Regions from separate parts of the Mus musculus genome. Here region 2 is linked to region 1. A link is a contact called in public HiChIP or PLAC-seq data. All regions are on one chromosome and are shown on one strand. Each heading gives the region's core, a stretch centred on a gene start, on an enhancer-like site or on the middle of the called end of the contact. The rest is flanking DNA. Distances are from core to core; before and after follow the strand shown. Region 1 has its middle 41 kb from the start of Foxq1. Region 2 has its middle 11 kb from the start of Serpinb9d.

Region 1 (5,396 bases), core at 483-2,982:
TCATTGACCCACATCAGAAGTGCCAGTCACATTCGAGTCTTGTGTTCACTTTGGGGTACTGGCGTCAAGGTCAATGCCACCATGGAATAATCATCCACTGGAATAACCAGGATGGCATTGAAGAAGCCTCATGCGACCTGTCCATGTTAGCATGTTTTTCCTCCTTGATAGATTTGTAAAAATGAATCACATTCCACTATGTGGCATTCATCTGTGCTTGATTTAACCTCTTAAGACCTAGGTTGAAGAAGAAAGGCTCATGAATAAGGAGGGCACACAGGTTTCCTAACAAGTGAGAAGTCAGAGAAATCGTGTCCGGAAGAGAATTTGGGCTGAAAGGGAAAGGAGTGTCACCATCAAGGGATGCTGTCTGTCATGGCTCAGAGTGAACATAGATGTTGATGTCTGCTTTCTGCCCTGCCCTGAGACGCGCGCGCGCGCGTGTGTGTGTGTGTGTGTGTGTGTGTGTGTGTGTATTAATGTGATGTGTGTGGGAAATCATGTATTCATGGGAGTGTGAATCTGTGTAGTGTGCGAGTGTATAAATGTATGTGTCTTTTTGTGAGGAATGTATGAGTGTACATGAGACTATGTCTATGAGTGATGTGGTGTTCATGAGTATGTGAGCATATGTGTGTGTGAAAGGTGAGTATGAATATTTTGTGTAGGTGACAGTTTCTGTCTCCCCCTAGTTATTGAATTTTTCAATTAAATTATACTAAAATTCTCTCTTTCTAAAATGTTCATTTTTCCGAGACAGGGTCTGACTGTTTAGCTCAGGCTAACTTTAAAAATCTATATCCTCCTGCCTCAGCCTCCCCAGTGCAGAGAGTAGAGTATAGTTATTAAGTTGCAAGCATATGCCACCATGGCCGGCTCTCTTTTTCTTTTATCAACTGATGCTACAACTTAAAGAAACCTTAGTAAGTCGAAAATATCAAAAGCTGAAGTCATTTACAACTCCCACAGATAGCTACGGCGTATAATATCACCGCTTAGCCTGCCAACCTCAAATGTTTACATTAGCTGAGAGTTGCGCAAACTCATCTAACTAACACAAAGTTCATTTTACAGAAAGGCACCGAGTTTTCCATTTTACCGTAAGTCCTCGAACACTGCACTGAAAGTGAGGAAAGAGGAAAGTAGATTCAGGGGTCACAAACAAAAACAAAAACCAAACAAACAAAACCAACCAAACAAAAACTAGAAAGCTGGACTCTGTGTTCTTCCCACTAGGCATTATGGCCTTTTGTTCTAAGCAAAGCTGACCTCAGCCAGAGACTTCAGTGTTTGTCTCAAGTGCTTGGCTAAGTCATAAAAGGCACTGAATGATGATCAGTTACACTTGGGGAGCTCCTTGATTCCCTGGGACGGCAACCCTGCTCTTATCTTTTAAAAATTCCTTTAGTTAAACTCACTGTGGAACTCTTTATTGCTTGGTCTATTTACAGCCAATAGTTTCTATGGAGGCTCTGATTATTTTCAAAGAAACGCACCGTGCATATTTGCCTAATGGGCCAGACAATGACTAAGAAACAAACTACATAAAGATTATTACATGGACTTAGCGTGTGTTCAAGTCCTGTGACTCACGGGCAGGTTGTTTGTGTTGCATTTATGGGCAGAGATCCTTTAAGAAAACATTTTGTAGAACGGATTGTGCAAGCATGCCAGTCGAGGGGAACCTTTGCCAAATGTCTGGCCAGGGCCCAGCCGAGGGCTGTTGGAGTCGGTTGTATGCCGAGTTTTCTGAGCTGCCTCCTGGCAGCCTTACCTAACAGAACTAAATGCCGGAGAGAAGAGAAGCCACTGCTTCAGGCAAAGCCTAGCATCTTACGAAGCACCTTAGACTCCAGTGGATATTTATGGTGACTGAGAGGCCAGGATAGGAAGGACATGTTTTGTGACTTTGAGGTTACAGTGTCTAAGAAGTATCCATGACATTCTTAAAAAATTAGAAAATAACAGCTGATAGAACATTTTTTTAAAATTATTTGTTTGCTTTTTTTTTTTTTTTAAATTTCTGGATAGAATCTCATTGCATAGCTCAGGCTGACCTTGAGTTGGTAATCTTTATTCCTTGGTCAGAGATTGCAATTTCACTGTCATAGTGAAATTTCTAACTTGTTAAAATAAATCGATTAAATTAATGTGGGTGAGTGTGTGTGTGTGTGTGTGTGCCCACTCGTGTGTGCCATGACACATGTATGGAGTTCAAAGGACAACTTCTGGGATTTGTTGCTCTCTTTCTACCATGTAGGTTCTAGGGATCCAACTCAGGTAGTGAGGCCCGTCAGCCATAGAACACGACACTTGCTACTTAACAATTTGAAAGCACAAAGTTCAGTGGAGTGGAATTCAATATGTGTACTTGATTGTGAACCTCACTTCTCCATCCTGTGCACTGAAACTCTGAGCTCACTGAGCACTAGAACCCTCCCCCAAGCCCAGTCCCTGACCACCACATTCTGCTTTCTGTCCATGCATTTGGTAGTTTCAGGTACGTCACCAAGGTCTAATCATGCAGAATTTGTCATTTTTGTGACTGGCTTAGGTCACTTAGCAAACTTTCCTCAAAGTTTATCCATGTTGTAGCCTGGGTCAGAGCTTCCTCATTTCTTATTTTTCTTTTGTATACCAAGAATGAAAGTGGCATCTAATGCAGTTTATTTTAGCTCTTTTTTTTTTTTCCTTTCCCCCTTTAAAGACGGGATCTCCTTACGTAAACCAGGATGGCCTCCAATCTGAGATTCTTCTGCTTCATTCCCAGGTGCTGGAATTACAGGCATGTACCGTCATGTCCGCCACTCAACTTGAGTTTTATATAAGAAAAATTACTCTTGTGGTTTTTGTAAAATTTTGTAGAATGGAGGCCTCTTCAGGCTCTCATTTATTTGCCTCCCTGTCTCTGATCTCCCTACCTCAGAGAGAGGCTGGAATTGCACTCACTCAAGAACAGAGCTCCAGGCAGGCAGCTCACAAGTATTAGATGGATAGGCTCTGTGATATAAACTTGGGAATGTTGACAACTACCAAGTTCAACCACTTTCTCCCCCTCAAGCAGGGTTTCCCAGGCCTCTCATTTTTGAACTCCTTTTCCTTGATCATCCTTTAGCAGTTTTATATGGGTGCTGCTCCTATGTCAACCTTGGCTTCAGGTATGGGGACCCCAGTGGCCCAGCCTTCCCTTTATGTTGAACAACACTGCATGCCGTATGCATTTTGAGGTAGGCTCACTACTGGAAGACTTAACTAATAGCTCTGTGGTGTTGTAGTTCTAACTTGTTCATGCCAAGTGTGTTCTGTGTGTCATTTCTGACTCTCCACCCTCCTGGGAATAGAAGTGCTGTGGCAGAGAGACATGAACCTAGAACACTTGAATAATTAACACAAGGACCCCTACTTTACAATAGGAACCAATACCAAAGACTATTTGAGTCGAATTCCAAAGCTTTCCCAATTTTCTCTTATCTCTGTCCTTCGATTTAAAAAAAAAAAAAAGAATTTTAGTGCTGTCAGCACTGATGAAGTCTCTCAGCTTTTTAGAGTTTGAGTCTTGAAGCAGTGAGGAGTGGGTTAAAATCTGGGTACATGTATGTTGTTGGTACAGACTAAGTAACATACATAATCCTGCTTTGAAAAGTACACCACCTGTGTAGTGCTATTTGTGCTCACTCCAAATATCAAATATTATTTGCTAGAATGCAAAAAGACTTCATTGGTTTGTTTGTTTGTTTTTCTCAACTGGATTCAACACACAGACCTGGCATTTCATATCCTCAGGAGCACCCATGTTCACACATGTCCTGCAGTATCCAAAGGGATGGGGTTGCCTTAAGAATTCCACCGGTGGCATGCTCCCTAGTAGCCACCTCCCCCAAATGGCCCTTCCTCTCCTAATTACTTGTTGGGTGGACAGAAACACCTGGAGACATTGTCTCCATAGTACTGGTGATGATCCCACCTGCACACTAAAGAATGATGGCCACATTAATATTTATGCAACAAAATATTGAAGCTATGAAAACGGAACCCCTCAGGGTCAAAGCAGAGATTAGAGACTGGCTCATAATGATTTTATATATGGCTCTGATCATGGCAATCTGTATGTAATAGCACATAGCCAAGTATCATATTACTGTGATGGGGGAAGGGGTTCCTGACAAGGCCACATCCGTTGGCTGAGGGCAGTACCCAGTCTCTGAATAGATTGGGACTGATAGAATGGTATGGTTGCTGTGCTGAGGCTCTTCTGCTATATGAGTTTATTCCATGGAATGGTGGATCCCAGGAAACACCCAAAACAATGCTTTCTGGTGAAGACTGGGACCTGGTTTCGAGGAGCAAGTGAGGTCTTCAGAGACTGCTTTGTGGGATAGAGTGGATGAGTTATGTAACAGCTCAGAGCATTCCCTCCTCTTCCTCATCCTCCACAGGGCCCTGGTGGTGGGGAGTGCTGCTTTGCTCCTGGGAAACATACCTACTACTGCTCTGGGGGGATTTCAGGCCCCAAGCCCTCATGGTTCCGTACCTTTATGAACAACCCCACCCTAAAGTTATTTGGTTTTTTTCAACTCTTCTGTGGTAGAGTTGACAAGCTGGGCAGGGCCTGTCAGCCGGTATTTGCCAGAGGCAGGGCAGTAGGGCATATGCTCAAGTCTGCGTTCCCAGGCATAAGTCATGTTAAAGCAAATTTAGTTTCTTTAAACAGGGTCATCAAACTGGTAGGTCAAGGAAATGCCGCACCCATGGTGGGTTCCGCAAGGCGCTTGGCACAGTCTCTTGTGACTGTGCGCTGGTGTACACAGTGGAGTGAAGGGATGTGGGGCTAGAGGTCAGGACTGGGTGCTTGTACTTTTCTAATGGGTTCAGTGGACATGTTCAAGGAGGGCAGGTCTATGCAATGGCTGGCGGTCTGGGGGAGACTGCTCTCTTTATACCTGGAGACTTAACACTGTTCTGCTCAGTGACAAATCACACTGGAAGGACATAAAATGGAGACGCAAAGGATCCCACTGTTTGAATGAAGAGGAAAGGTTAAGTCCTTATTTTAGATATAGATATAAACATACACACACACACACACACACACACACACACACACAGAGTGAGAGAGAGAGAGAGAGAGAGAGAGAGAGAGAGAGAGAGAGAGAGAGAGAGAGAGAGAGAGAGAGAGAGAGAAAGACTCTATATTGCTTAGGCTCATCTTCAACTCCTGGGCTCAATATTTTCCTCTTTTCTGTCTTTTAAGTAGTGTGATTGCAGGTGTGTGCCCTTCCAGCTAACATGATGTTTTAATATAAATATAATTGATATTTTACAACAATCAAGCAAATAAACATGTCCATCATTGTGCGTATATATATTACCTGTATTTCTTGCGTTGTTTTATAATG
Region 2 (5,304 bases), core at 933-3,432, 1.7 Mb before region 1:
ATATCTGTTCCATAACTGTGCATGGTGGAGTGGGCCTGAAACTGGTTTCTTCTCTTCTCTTTCTTTCTTTCTTTCTTTCTTTCTTTCTTTCTTTCTTTCCTTCCTTCTTTCTTTCTTTGTTTCTTTCTTTCTTTCCCCCCTTCCTCCCTTCCTCCCGTCCTCCCTTCTTTCCTTCCTTCCTCCCTCCCTCTTTCTTTCTTTCTTTCTTTCTTTCTTTCTTTCGTTCTTTCGTTCTTTCATTCTTTCGTTCTTTCGTTTTGCATTTTCTATTAGATATTTTCTTATTTACATTTCTAATGTTATCCCCTTTGCTCATTTCCCCTCTGAATACCCCCTATCCCATCTCCCCTACCCTGCTCACTAACCCACCCACTCCTGCTTTCCTGACCTGGCATTCCCCTACACTGAGACATCGAGTCTTGACAGGACCAAGGGCCTCTCCTCTAATTGATGTCCCACAAGTCCATCCTCTGCCACATATGTAATTGGAGCCATGGGTACCTCCATGTGTACTCTTTGGTTTGTACCCAGGTTTAGTTCCTTGGAGCTCTGGGGGGTACTGGTTGGTTTATATTGTTGTTCCTCTTATGGGGCTGCAAAACCCTTCAGCTTCTTGAGTACATTCTCTAGCCCCTCCCTGTACTCAGTCCAATGGATGACTGTGAGCATTCACTTCTGTATTTGTCAGGCACTGGAAGAAACTCTCAGGAGACAGCTATATCAGGCTTCTGTCAGCAAGCACTTGGTGGCATCCACAATAGTGTCTGGGTTTGGTAACTATATATGGGATGGATCCCCAGATGGGGACAGTCTCTGGATGGCCTTTCCTTCAGTTTCTGCTCCACATTTTGTCTCTGTATATCCTCCCATGGGTATTTTGATTCCCCTTCTAAAAAGGGCTGCAGTATCTACATTTTGGTCTTCCTTCTACTTGAGCTTCATGTGGCCTGTGAATTGTATGTTCAGTATTCTGAACTTCTGGATTAATATCCACTTATCCGTGAGTGCATAATGTGTATGTTCTTTTGTGACTAGGTTACCTCACTCAGGATGATATTTTCTAGTTCCATCCATGTGCCTAAGAATTTCATGAATTCATTGTTTTTTAATAGCTGAATAGTACTCCTTTGTGTAAATGTAAGCCTCTGAATCAAAGCTTTGAACCTTATCAGGTAACTTCGAATATTATTATGTGTGCCTAGGGGCTGTGTGTTCTGCCTGTCGTGATCCCAACCAAACCAAAGGCATTTTGAATAGAAATTCCATTTTGAGATGGGGAATCAAAGTTTAAAATCACAAGACTTCCCTGGGTGACTGACCTCCTAGTTGGCAAGTTGAGACATGAATGCTGGACATGTTTCCCTACCATGGATGCATAAACAAAGAAATCGGAACAGGACAGTGTAAGTGTATCATAAATAAATGTTTCTTGGAAAGTCCCCTAACCCCTGAATCCTGATGGCTGGGAAATGCAAATGTAATTTGGCACACATCATTGTGGCTTTTTTGGGGTTTGCACTTAAAAACCACAGTTCAGCTCCTGAATCTCATCCGAGTCTCTGATCAATCAATAGTGTCTTGAGTACAAGTACAAGTAACTTCTTTTTTCTGCACTGACTTGGTGTATGAGTTGCATTGAATCAAAGTAACACCTCTTTCTCACCATTGCCTATAACAGCAAGTTCCCAAGATATACACAAGTCAAAATGTGGCTAGCAACCTTTGTAAAACACAAATGTGATCATATGTTTTTATATATATTTTAATAACCTATAGTAGTGTCCCTAGACTAAAAAAGGTAAGAGAAACGCCAGTATGAAACTAATTTCATGAGTCAATTTGGGTAGACCATCACACCCAGCCTATGAATCACAAGATTTGGTATTTGATCAAATGGCAGTGGAGATATAGCTGAATGCCTTCTGTCTTAGAATTTCTATTCCTAAACAAACATAATGACAAAGAAGCAAGTTGGGGAGGAAAGGATTTTTTAAGCTTAAACTTCCTCGTTGCTGTTCATCACCAAAGGAAGTCAGGACTGAAACTCAAGCAGGTCAGGCAGGTCCATGGAGGGAGATTACTTACAGTCTTTCTTTCCGTGGCTTGCTCTGTTTCCTTTCTTATAGAGCCCAAGACTACCAGCCAAGCAATGGCACCACTCACGATGGACTCTCACACCCTTGATGACTAATTGAGTAAATGCCTTACAGCTGGATTGTGGGGCAATGGACCATGCGTAGACAACCTGGTCTCCAGTCAAGCTGAGGTCTTGAAACCCAGTGGTACCGGGTGGTGGTAATTTCCACCTACATGGGACAGTAGGCATTCAATCATGTCTCCTGAACCCCTGGATCCTATAGAAGTCACCGCCCTCACAGCCCCCACCAGAGAGGCATGTGGCTATTAATCACATACACAATGTACCAAGCTTCTGGCCTTCTGGCTTGACTCCTCTCCACAGTTACCTAGCAACAGCAAGATCAAAGCCCACTATAAGAGGGGCTGTTTGGCCCCTCCTCACTCTCTAAGCTCTCTCTCTCTCTCTCTCTCTCTCTCTCTCTCTCTGTATACTTTTACCTCTCCCTCCCTCTCTCTCTCTCTCTCTCTCTCTCTCTCTCTAAGCCTTCACCTTTCTTACTCTCTAACTCTCTTTCTCTCTTTCCCTTCCTCCTTCTCTCCTCTTCGCCATGGCTGGACTCTCTCTTTCTTTTTATCATCTCTCTTTCCCCCTGCCTTTCTACAATAAACCTATAAATAAATAAATAAATAAATAAATAAATGTGATTTGACATTCTAGAAAAAGTGAAACTATGCAGTAAAAATATCAGTGGTTGGCAGGAGTTGTGAGTCTGGTGAGGGATTTCACAGCAATACACATATGGCTTTAGCATAGTTAATCTTGTTCTGTACAATGCCACAATGTTGTACACACATCTTCATACACTTGTTCAAACCTGTGCACAATTAGTAATATCAATGATTATTGAGACCCTAGACTGTCTCTGAAGGACTCTCGCCTGCGCAGAAACCACCCAATGCCCCCCTTCCCCCTGACCTCTCTTCCTTTCCCCTCCAGGGCCGAGTACCAACCTGGGTCCCCTATTCTCTTCTCAGCTCCTCTGCCATATCCAGCATGGGATGCCAGAGACTGAGAACCTGGTACCAGGGGCTGCCCCTTGTCCACCCCCTGCCATATGGGGTCAGTGGCTTCACACAGCCAGATGCCCATGCAGGGCCTCGTGGAAAGCATCCACCAGTTCTCCTGCATCTGCCTGCTCAGAGCACAGGAATTCTGGAGGGATGTGGGCACTCTCTCCTACTCCCCTCTTCCCCACACATCCACGGCCCCACACTGGATCTCAGGGAGTCATTTCTTCAAGGGCGCCTCCTTGCTCTGTGATAACCCCAGCTTGTGTCAAGTTGACACACAAAACCAGTCAGTACACTTTCAATTGAAAAGACCAAAATCTCACAACCACACTATGGACTGTTCGTCATGCCTGAAAACAAGATGCCAGATCATACAAAGATGTCAAAGAGCCTTTTGTGTCTGTTCCCGGATTAAAAAGAACATTCTATGCAATTCAAGTGATTTGACATTCTTGAAAAAGTGAAACTATGCAGTAAAAAGATCAGTGGTGGGCAGGAGTTGTGAGCCTGGTGAGGGATTTCACAGCAATACACATATGGCTTTAGCATAGTTAATCTTGTTCTGACAGTGCCACAATGTTGTACACACATCTTCATACACTTGTTCAAGCCTATGAACAATTAGTAATATCAATGATTATTGGGACAAAATAACTTAGGAAAGCATTTTAAGGAAAAAAAAGATTAATTTTCACTCATGGTTCAAAGTTACAGACCATGGCATGAACTTGAGGTTAGTTACATTGCATTCATAGTTTGGAAGCAGAAAGCAAAGTATTCTCAGCTCAAATTCTTCTTTTTACTCATTTAGAACCCCAGCCCATGGAATGTTTCTGTAGATGTGTATTTCATCTCAATTTACCTAATTAACAGGTGTGCCTCATCTTCCAAGTGATTCTAGAACCCATCAAGTTGAAACTATTAATCATCTCTCGTGCACCACTCTGCTGGGTTTGCTTTCAGGTGCTGCCTTCTAATTTATTCTTTGTAGTTGTTCTTTGGACTAAGAGAATGTGATGAGGAAGTTCAAAATTGATGTACACTGGGATTTGTAATATCTTTATGAGCCTAAGTGTGCCAAATAGATCATCATGGTTATGTGAAAGGGAGAAATGTAAACTCTCTTTCAATCAATGCAAGTAAGAGGAAGACACTTAGCACAATGAGATGATAAAAATTTGGAGGATCACTTCGTTTCAGAACTAGAGAAGGGGCCACAACTGCTTCATGACTGAAAATGTTGAAAGCTCACATGTTGTAGATTCAATCATCAGTAAAGGTAGGGACTGAGTCTATCAATATGGTTGAGTTCACTAAATAAAAACACAGTACAACATACAAGTGGAGTGCTCTCAGACCTCAGAGCAGGATAAAGAAAGAGTGTGGAGGAAAAAGAAAACAGCAGAGAAAAGGTCACTTAAAAACTTGAAAGGCCATATTGAAGAACTAAATGTCACCACTGGAGAAAATAGAATGAATACAGTGTATAAGTTAGAATATGGAGAGGAGAGTATATTAATGACTCATTGGGGACAGTTTGGGGGCTATTGGAGTGGAACTCAAACTTTATGAAATGATGAAGAATGATCCAGAATTGAGATGAAGTCATGTTTTAAAGAAACACCTGGAATAGAAGGATGAAACAATAAGGTGGTACTCCAGGCACCAGCAATATCGGAAACATGATTAAACATTTAAATATGAGGTAGAGTGAGCATATTTATGAGAATAAGAAGATAACTCCAGTGGATTAGAAGAGATTAAAGACAGAGAGAAGGGCAGGTAGAGGACTTGTTTCAGGGAGGAGATGGTCAGAAAAGGAAGCTCTTGGCCACTCCTCCATTGGCAGGAACAAAGGAAACTCCCAAATCTCTTCCTGCCACAGTGAGCTGCCTTGAGATGGATGACTCTGATAGATAATTTATCTATTCATATCCCTCCACTGAGAGACAGTGTGATGGGATGTTAGTTTAAAATTTCCCAATGGAAGAACCTTGACACACCCTTGACACATCAGAGATGACTCCCAGGATTTGCTTCTGATGCTTCTATCTGAGTGCCTAACTCTATCTACAGTTCCTTGATGGTCTTCCCTCTTTTTCCAAACAGAGTGGCGTAGACTTTGGAGTTGGTGATGTGTGGGTTCAAACTGCA

The links. HiChIP or PLAC-seq counts read pairs in DNA pulled down with a chosen protein or histone mark.
Region 2: a FOXA1 HiChIP or PLAC-seq map of pancreatic cancer cells shows a contact between it and region 1. The contact joins two enhancer-like sites.

Annotation. Positions count from the first base shown.
Region 1 is chr13:31,514,802-31,520,197 of GRCm38.p6, reverse strand. No RefSeq gene overlaps it. Among named protein-coding and RNA genes, the nearest start is that of Foxq1, 41 kb to the left of the region's middle. Within about 2 kb of position 1,732, at least 61 of the 459 cell types and tissues checked have an H3K27ac peak or open chromatin away from gene starts, as enhancers often do. A contact at or near this core is called in pancreatic cancer cells, where this site is marked.
Region 2 is chr13:33,179,314-33,184,617 of GRCm38.p6, reverse strand. No RefSeq gene overlaps it. Among named protein-coding and RNA genes, the nearest start is that of Serpinb9d, 11 kb to the left of the region's middle. Within about 2 kb of position 2,182, at least 2 of the 459 cell types and tissues checked have an H3K27ac peak or open chromatin away from gene starts, as enhancers often do. A contact at or near this core is called in pancreatic cancer cells, where this site is marked.